Linked DNA regions of Zea mays: region 2 is linked to region 1. Evidence: chromatin contacts called from public Hi-C data. All regions are on one chromosome and are shown on one strand. Each heading gives the region's core, a stretch centred on a gene start, on an enhancer-like site or on the middle of the called end of the contact. The rest is flanking DNA. Distances are from core to core; before and after follow the strand shown.

Region 1 (4,397 bases), core at 1,746-4,245:
TCTGGACAGCTTTTTTGTTCTTGAGTTTGAGTGTTTCAAAATGGCATACTAAGCCTAGTTTGGCAACTCCATTTCTCGAAAAAATAAACTAATTTTTCTTGATAAAATGAAAACTCCTTACGAAAATGAGGTTGACAAACTAGCCTAATTACTGCTTCACAGACCATTTTGGTATTTTTTAAATATATAGCTTTGATTATGCATCTAGATATAAATTATTTCTAGATATGTAACAGAAACAATATGTACTTAAAAATGTCTAAACGAATGAGTAGTTTGGTTATTAAAATTATATGTTTGGTTTTCTTCCGTAACTTACCAAACCAAATTAGTCCCGGTTTGGAGAGCCTGTATTTTTCTAGTCTTGAGACAAGACTATTGTATTTAGGAATACCATGGTTTTAGAGACTAAAAGGTGTTTGGTAGACTATCTAAAATCATAGTATATAAATCTTTGGGGTCCTGTTTGGAAGCTTGGTATTTTTCAGTTTTAAGGCAATACTATGGTATTTAATGATACCGTAGTATTGAAAACCTTTGGTTTGTATAGGTAAACACATTTTTAAATATAATGGTTTACTCAAAACCATGGTATTTTTTGGAGTTTTGAAAACTCCACTCAAGACCTCAATTTTCTTCTGTTCTCTCTGCAAATACTTTGGTTTTCTAATAGAACCAAACACATCTTGATTTTAAGCGATACTGTGGTTTTACTACGGTAAAGTAATATTGTAGTATTTGTGTCATGTGCAATTGTAAACTATAATATTTCAAAACTGCATTACCAAACAAGCCCTTAGTGTTTTTACAGTTTTAAAGCAATAATATGGTATTTTATGATATTGTATTATTGAGATCCAACAAGTGTTTGGTTGGTACAGACAAAACATAGTTTTAAATAACACGGTCTATCTAAAACTGTGGTATTTTCAGAGTTTTGGAAACTCCACTCAGGAGACCTCTGTTTTCTTCTATTCTCTCTACATATACTTTGATTTTCTTAATGGAACCAAATAGATCTCAGTTTTAAGCAACTGTGGTTTTACTGTGATAGAGTAAACTGTAATATTTATGTCATGTCTGATTATAAAATATGATATTTCAAAACTATATTACCAAACAGTAGCTTGGTTTTGGCAATACCATGGTAGAGTATAGAAAACTATGGTCTAGACCAAGTTTTTGCCCTGGACGTGAAGCGATCCCTTTGTCACACACTTTTTTCATGTGAACTTTCACGCACTTATTTTTTCAGTCCATGTTAATTGTTACGACTTATTTGGCTTATGATCATCAATCAACAACTTATGAATGTAATTTGATGGCGGCACAAACACCATAGTACCAATTAGGTGTTCGATTGACTGTTGTAAAAATACTATAGTTATGCTATAACAATTATTAGACTGTGATATTGAAAAACAGTGGTTTTTCACTTTCAAACCAGGACTGACTTGTCACTTGTGGCGTGCGGCGGTGCGACCAGCACAAACGTATTTCAGTTCCTGTGCCACAGGCTGCTGAAAGCTTTGCGAGCAAATTTGCGCCCTAGTTTTGGTATCACCTCAGCTACTATTAATATCGGTATATTTTTTAAATATTACTTGGAAAAACTTTTTTAAAAAATCAACTAACTAGAAAATGAGACGTTCATTTATTTTGCGATCTCAAAACTGTACATCCCGAAGATCTCAATTCTGAAACAAAAAAAAGGGCGGGTGGGGTGACTGGCGACTAATAGCATCTCCAACCTATAAAAATGTATTAAAATGAGTATATTTTATAAAATTTAGCGTAACAAATATATATTATAGAACAACAGATATAGTATATTTAAGACTTTTGAGAGTATATTTTATAATTTTTTGATCTAATTTTATAAAATAAGACACCGTTATAGTAGTTTTTTATGTATTGAGCCTCATATTTTAATTTAAGACACCAATTTAAGATATTATTGAGATGCTCTAATTTAGGAGGATAATATGAGGACCAGTGCCTGCCCTGCCAGCTCACCCGCTGCATCAGCAGGACCAGTGAGCGCCAGACCTGCTGTAAATTTGCTCGTGGTGACTCAAAACCAGCGTGCGGATGAATTTCTACTCGTGTTGGAGTTTTCAGTTGAAGTGCCAATTCCAATTTGTTCTTGTGGTGGGCTCCTCACCTACCTCCCGCCGTACTCCAGCCAAGCGGCCATCCAGCTCTTCCTGCACCTTCCTTTATGAACGTGCGGAGCCAGAGAGCAGGCTGCTCTCTCTCTCCCCCCTCTCTTCTATCTCTCTATCTCTACAGTCTACACAAATCATATTTCCCCAGCGTACACCTTCTGTCTGCTGGATTACTGTGGATTTGACCATCGTACGGCAGCCCACATCGCTGCTTCTCCCCCGGTCGGTTACTGTAGCACCAAAGTTTGATCTTGCCGGGGTTTGGAGGAGGTGAAAGGTTGGGGTTTTCTTGGTCCTGGGAATCTGTCCAGGTTCGTCTCTCTATGTGAAGATTCTGAGAGGTTGGCTGTGAGTCAAGATTTTCGGCTCGGCGGTGGCGAATCCTCTGCTCCTGACTCCGATTTGGGTATTCTCGTTCTTGATTCCTGACTCTTGGCCCGAAACTTCTGTTCTGTTCTTGCCGAAATCGAAGGGAAACAGCTCCATTCTGGTTGCAAGTTCTTTGTAAAGATTCGAGGTGGCATTCAGATTTCGGTTACCTGTGCTTGTGCTGTTGGTTTTGCTTCGAAAATTTGCTGTTTGGGTAGACCAAGGTTACTGACGGCCTCCGCCGCCGCAGATGTGCGGATTTGAGATGGAATCGCAGTGAGAGGGTTGAAGAGTTGTTCCTGTCCCTGATTCTGGTGGCTTAGTTTCTGGTGCTCTGTTTGGCAACTTAAGCGCTTCCATTTTCGGTTCATGCAAGGGTCGCTTTCGGCCATCGGGGAGCTCTCAGCCGTGAGGTTTTGAGGTGGGATTGTGTCATTGTGACCTCAAGGTTGAAGGAGATGCTTATGGCGTCGATGTCAGATAGCGAGACGACCAACCGAGGCAGCATGTGGGAACTGGATCAGAACCTTGATCAGCCCATGGACGAGGAGGCCAGTCAACTGAAGAACATGTACAAAGAAAAGGTATCGTTTTCATCCTTGCTATCATCGCATTTAGATTATTAGTCTCTGTATATCTGAAAGAAACATGGTGGTCCTTCGATAGTTCGATGTACAATATTCTATTGATGGTTCAGGGGATCATTTCAATATAAAGGGGTATCGGAAACTGTATGTAACATGTGCTGTTACTGCTGTTTTTTTCCTGTTGCAGGAACTATATTCAGATTCTTACAACTTGTTTTGTCTATTCATCTTAAAGTGCCACAACAGCTGTGCTCCATGTCTCATGTACTGCTAGACCTTTAACTGTGTCCTTAGCAAAAAAAGACTAACTTGATCTTTAAATTTGTTCATGCAGAAATTTTCGTCAATTTTGTTACTGCGGCTCGCGTTTCAAAGTCTTGGGGTAGTGTTTGGGGACTTAGGTACATCACCATTGTATGTTTTCTACAATATCTTTCCACATGGTGTTGACGAAGACGAGGATGTAATTGGAGCTCTATCCTTGATCATTTACACACTCACCCTCATCCCTCTGATGAAGTATGTTTTTGTCGTCTTGCGAGCTAACGACAATGGTCAAGGTGAGATAGAGCATTCTTGTATTTTAGCCTAGTCTGTTGCCTCTTATGATTTCTATGGTATTTGCAATAATTACGAGTGCTCTTGTCGCATTTACACATTTGCAAATGTATGAGCCGTTAGTTCACAGAGATTTTGCAATTTTACCATCTGGTTTGGTTGGCAGAATCTCATGACAAAACAGTGCTCTAGTGAAACAAAGGATTTGTGTCGAGTATCACCACGGTTTAAATATGAGATGTCAGAGTGATTGCTATGCATCACTTTACTAACCATGAAATCTGTAGAAGGTGAAACTCTTAGTTCATTTTAGATTTTATTTTGTGACAAGAAATACTTCTCCTTCAGCTGGTATAGTTTGTTTCCAGAAGTTTTCTGACAACATTTCTTTTTCTGGTTATTCACAGGTGGCACGTTTGCTCTTTATTCTCTACTGTGCCGGCATGCAAAGGTCAGCACTATACCCAACCAACATAAGACAGATGAAGAATTAACAACTTATAGTCGGCAAACTTATGAGGAGAATTCACTTGCAGCAAAAGTGAAGAAATGGCTAGAGGGGCATGCATATAAAAAGAACTGCCTTCTTATTCTTGTTCTCATTGGTACCTGTACCGCCATCGGAGATGGGATTCTTACTCCTGCAATCTCAGGTATTCAGAATCGTAGTTGAATAAATCCAATGCAGCTGCGATCTAAGCTGTATTTTGTATGT
Region 2 (4,965 bases), core at 1,766-4,265, 45 kb after region 1:
AATCTTCCGTTTTTGTCATGTTGGCACCTCCAGTACAAGACCAATTGAGTGCCCCTCAATCCGTTCATCAGGCACATGCCCAACAAGATTGCTGGACCACTCGGCCACAAAGGCCAACCAATCCGGCAGGGGGCAAATATCTACAGCCTCCAAGAGGACAATAGAAGGGGATGCCATGAAAATAGGTATAACAGAAGTTATCATAAAAAGAAATAACGAAGGGACAATGATTTTTGGTGAATCGGCCAATTCAAGCAAAAAAAAAGATACGGTTGCCAGCAAAACAGCCGACCCAAAATACTCCATGCCCCGATGGTGTCCATTGAGATTAACACGGTCGTAAAAGAGAAAATTGCAGCGCCTAAGAGCAAAGGAGAGACAGGAAAAAGAAGCAAAAAATATTTAACGCTACACATCCGCCAAAGACCATTGAAATAAATCAAACGGCCACAGAGGACAAGACAACAAGTTCGCAACTCTCTGTAGGTACGACGGACAGTCCGGCTATTAAAGCCAGACCGTCTGCGGATGTCGCGGACCATCCGACCCTCGAGTCCGGACCGTCCGCCTTGCGCCAGAGCACCGCCAACGATGCACCAACACATATGGAGGAGGACGACCTGTTGAGAGAAGACTTGGTCGACTACGAAGCTACGCCAGACCACTCAGATATGGACGTAAATGTTATTTAAAGTCGCCTAGAGGGGGGTGAATAGGCAAAACCTGAAAATTACAACTTTAAACTCGGACTTGATCCCTCGATTAGCGGTTAGAACAAGATGGACAATTATCGGAGTATAAAACTAAGTCCTTTGCTTGCAAAGAGTATTACTTTCAAAGAATGCAGAATTAACAAAAAATAGTGCAAGAGAACTTAGAGAGGGAGAAGACAAACAAATCACAAGCAATAAACACAAGTGGCACAAGTGATTTGTTTACCGAGGTTCGGTTAACCAAGAACCTAATACCCATTGAGGAGTCCACTAAGGATGGGTCTTTTTCAACCCTTTCCCTCTCTCCAACGGTCACCAAGACCGGCGAGTGTTCCTTCTTCTTTGTCAACAAAAGACCGAAGTCTCCACAAGGCCAACCACAAAGATAAGGAACTCTTGCTAGCTTTACAATGAATGTGAGTCAAAACTCCACGCTCAAATGATCACAAGAGGTAGCACACACTTTCTCTCAATGATTCTCACAAAGTTGACTGGGAGACAACGGCCTAGACCACTCACGAACTAATCACAGCATCCTTCTTGCGCCTCATCCTGCGGTACCTGTTCTTGGTCTAGGAGGGATGTGAGTAAAACAAGGGTGAGCTCACATACGTTCATCGCTCAACAAGTTGTGAGGAATAATGTGCATGAACTCACCAAAGGTGGGAGCTCATTTGAAGTGTAAGGCTTACCAAAGGAGATGGTTAAAGCCGAGCATTGCTTTTAAAGTTGGTCAAAATTTTATTAGCATTACTAAGTATAAGTGGATACCAACCCAATTAAATAAGAGATCAATATTAATCAACACCCACAATGGAATGCAAATGACAAATTGAGTTTAATTCCATAAGTTAATCATGTGAGTGTCCGAGCAGCTCATGACCGTGAGCACGGCTTATATACCAGTTTTACGCTCTACAGAGGTTGCACATCTTTACCCACAAGTCGTGTTACCCAGTTGCCACGGGGTTGATCGGACCCCACACACCTCTACCAAGGAAGCGAGGCAGGGTACCACTACGAGACCTTTACAAAGTTCCACTAGCTTCAGAAAACCCGCTACAGTTTCTAGGGAGCGCAGTATAGGGATCCCCCGTCTGAAAAGCCATCGCAGCAAAATCAACCCAGGAACCTCCCTATATCGACCACTCCCCTGCCGCCCTTGCCCCTTTCAGGTAAGGTAGTCCTCCACTAGCTTTCCTAATTAGTCAGCCAAGGGCGTCCCATACCACCCTTGTGGTAGCACTGTTTTCCCGGGTGGTTCTCCATGTTCCAATTAACAATATGATCTTATCATGAACAATAATTAAACAACAGCATAATTGGAACATGATCATAATAAAACATTAGTTTCCCAAAACCAGGTAGAGCAATAGCAAATCGACCCAATAATTCATCTGTTTGCATGGTGGGGGATAAATAATGCTTGGGAAACCTATTAGATCCCATCAAGTTAACCTGAGCATGTCACCGTGATTAACAGCGAACGTTATTAGGTAAAAAGGAGTGATCAAGGGCACAACTTGCCTTGGACCGAGATTCCAGGTACCAGGATGATCTTCAGGTTCTTGGGACCTCACTGCTATTTGTAGCAATACAAACAAACATGGTATAGGCAAAATTAACATCATACCAAACATAAGCATGAACTGCGATGCTACAAGGTCGTGGGTTCGAGAACCACTAAAATCAGAGTTGCTGTTAGAAAGTTATGATTTTCTAAAGATTTAGGAGTGGTGTACAAAAGAAATTAAGTGCATAATTTTAAATTTAGGTTTCATAACAAAATAAAGTTAACAAGGGATAAACAATATTATTATGGATCTAATGCAACCAGAATGGATAAAAAAGGAGCTAAGATGATTTAAATATGAATTAAACAAGTTTATGGAACTATTTTAATACTAGAAATCAATTTTCAAATTCAATTCTATGTATAACAGGGATCCTAGGCTGAGCGCACTATTTTATAAAAGCTTAGGGATTAATTTGAGAAAAATCGGACCGGTTTGCTAGGGTTTTACACAGGAAAGGTACTGTGGGTGGAATATACAAAAGAATAGGGGCTCTTTAGCAAAAGATCTTGGCTGAAGGGGTATCTTCTAACCTAAGCCATCTGATTAGAAATCAACATCGTGGATCACTTAAAATTTTTAAACGAACTGGTATACAACCATGTCCGCCAGATCTCGATCCTACGGTCCAGATTTTAAACATCCGAGATCCACCCAGAGCCATCCGATCGACGACCAACCGCCCAGATCCGCACACCCGGAAGGGCATTTCCCGCTCTAATCTCCATCGTCGGTTATCAAATCAATGGCTCCTACTCTCTCTCCCTTATTTCCCCCTCTCTCACAGCGGAGCCGGCCCAGCGGCGCGCAGTTGAGGCACGACAGCGCCATTGGCAAGCCCCGGCATTGCTAATTCATGGTCCAATCCTTGGAATTGAGCGGTGATACAAGGTGTGGAGGCTACGACGTTTACGTTAGAGGGGCTTACCACCCGAGAAGACGAAGATGCAAACGACCTACGGTGTAGCGTCGCTCCGCCCAGTTGAACGCACCATGGCGACCAATTCGGCCCATGTCCCACTCCCCTAGAGTTCACAGCGACCTCGCCCAGGTGCAGAGTGCCCTCGCGACTCCCTTCGGATGCTCCTTAGGTGCCCGCCAACGACGTGGGGGATGGTGGACTGCGGCGGCCGCAACCTTCTCCTTGCGAGTTGCGACCACAGGTTCCTCCCCACACGGTAGTAGACGGCGGGGAGGGGGCACGACATTATATGGCTCGCGGAGCTCGCACCTTGCGGCCAGTTGGCACACCGGGTGGTTGCAACCGAACCCGATCCCCTCCAGTGAGGCCGATACAGCGCTTCCACAACCAAACGAGAAGATCTACGGCAACCACGGTGTAGGAGGAATGACAAGTGGGCCCCACCTGACAGCGAGATGAAACACATAGGCGCGCGTGATGTGGAGACCCCGGATGAGCTGGCCAGCGGGCCCAAGACGTCAGTGGCACAAGCTCACGGGGCAGATGGGCCGCGTGGGCTAGCTTTTGGGGTGTTGGTGGGCCGAGGGGAGGGGAGAACGGCCGAGCGCGAGGTTTATTCTCTTTTTTTCCTTTTCTATTTAATTTATTTTCCAAATTCAAATATTCAACTCGTGTTTTGAACTTTAACTTTCCAAGTGTCAAAATTAATCCTAATATAAACTCTATTGTTTACAATATTGTTATTTATTTTTTTTCCTTATCATTTATTTATGGAAGGAATAAATGGTTTCATTAAAATTCCCTTTCTCATTTTCTATTTTATGTTTTCATTTAAAATTGGAGGTCAAATTTATGTTTTCAACAAAATGCATTACCACAAAATCATCAGCAAGAGATCAACCTTTCTTTATCCATTTATTGTTTACTTAACTAATTTAGTACCCCCAATTGATTATGAAAAGGAAAGGTCCTAATAAATTCCCAAAGGTTTCAAAATTCTAGAAATGCTATCATAAATATATTTATTTCTTTATTTTATTTTATATATATATATATTCTACTAATTTTGGGCTTTACAAGTTCCTGGCCAAAGTCAAGGCGGTGTCGTGGACGGTCTGCCAGAAGGGGCCGGACGGTCCGCACTTGACGATTTTAGAACTTGAGTTTCTGACTTCCTGTTGATCTTTGAACAATCTTCTCCAAGTTGCTTTGGCTAAACTTGAGAGAGATCCTATGACTTAGACAAACATCTCAAGTTACTTTCCATCTAGTCTAAGTCATAGATCATGAACATTTTGATTCTTTCACTCATTTCTTTTTTTTGCTCAAACTAGCTCCAAAATAGTGATATGTTGATTTCGAGCTTTCCAACATATCTAGAAGTGTTGAATAGGTTCCTCGGGGTATTTAGAACTTATCCAAAGAGTAGAACTATTGGTAGTTCATCTATTCCATGTTTTACCCCTATTTAGTTGGATCTGAGTTGATTGCTACTTAGAGACTAAATTGCTGATCTTATGAACCTGTGAATCAAAAACTAGGAAAACTAGTTAGTTCGAATGGTTGTGATGGTCATCAAACACCAAAATATAAGGAATGGTTTAAGGCTATTTCCCTTTCAATCTCCCCCTTTTTGGTGATTGATGCCAACACAAACCAAAGCAAATATGAAGTATAAAATTGTAACTAGTCTGCAATTAGTCAAGTGTTCATAAGCTACAAAAATGAAAGCAGTTCTAAGTGCATATGAGTGATA

Evidence for each region. A called contact is a pair of places that touch in the nucleus more often than the background predicts.
Region 2: a Hi-C map of leaf shows a contact between it and region 1, with 8 times the contacts expected there. The contact joins the enhancer-like site here to the promoter of LOC103641145 in region 1. A contact is called at or near these places in 6 of 25 Hi-C or Micro-C datasets (ear, leaf and tassel).

What each region holds. Positions count from the first base shown.
Region 1 is chr10:64,686,399-64,690,795 of Zm-B73-REFERENCE-NAM-5.0, forward strand. It overlaps LOC103641145, which reads left to right and starts at 2,996. Exons shown (of 9, transcript NM_001301488.1): 1 at 2,996-3,121; 2 at 3,459-3,684; 3 at 4,090-4,335. The coding sequence starts at 2,996.
Region 2 is chr10:64,731,481-64,736,445 of Zm-B73-REFERENCE-NAM-5.0, forward strand. No RefSeq gene overlaps it. Among protein-coding and RNA genes, the nearest start is that of LOC103641146, 20 kb to the right of the region's middle. Within about 2 kb of position 3,016, at least 18 of the 20 cell types and tissues checked have an H3K27ac peak or open chromatin away from gene starts, as enhancers often do. A contact at or near this core is called in ear, leaf and tassel, where this site is marked.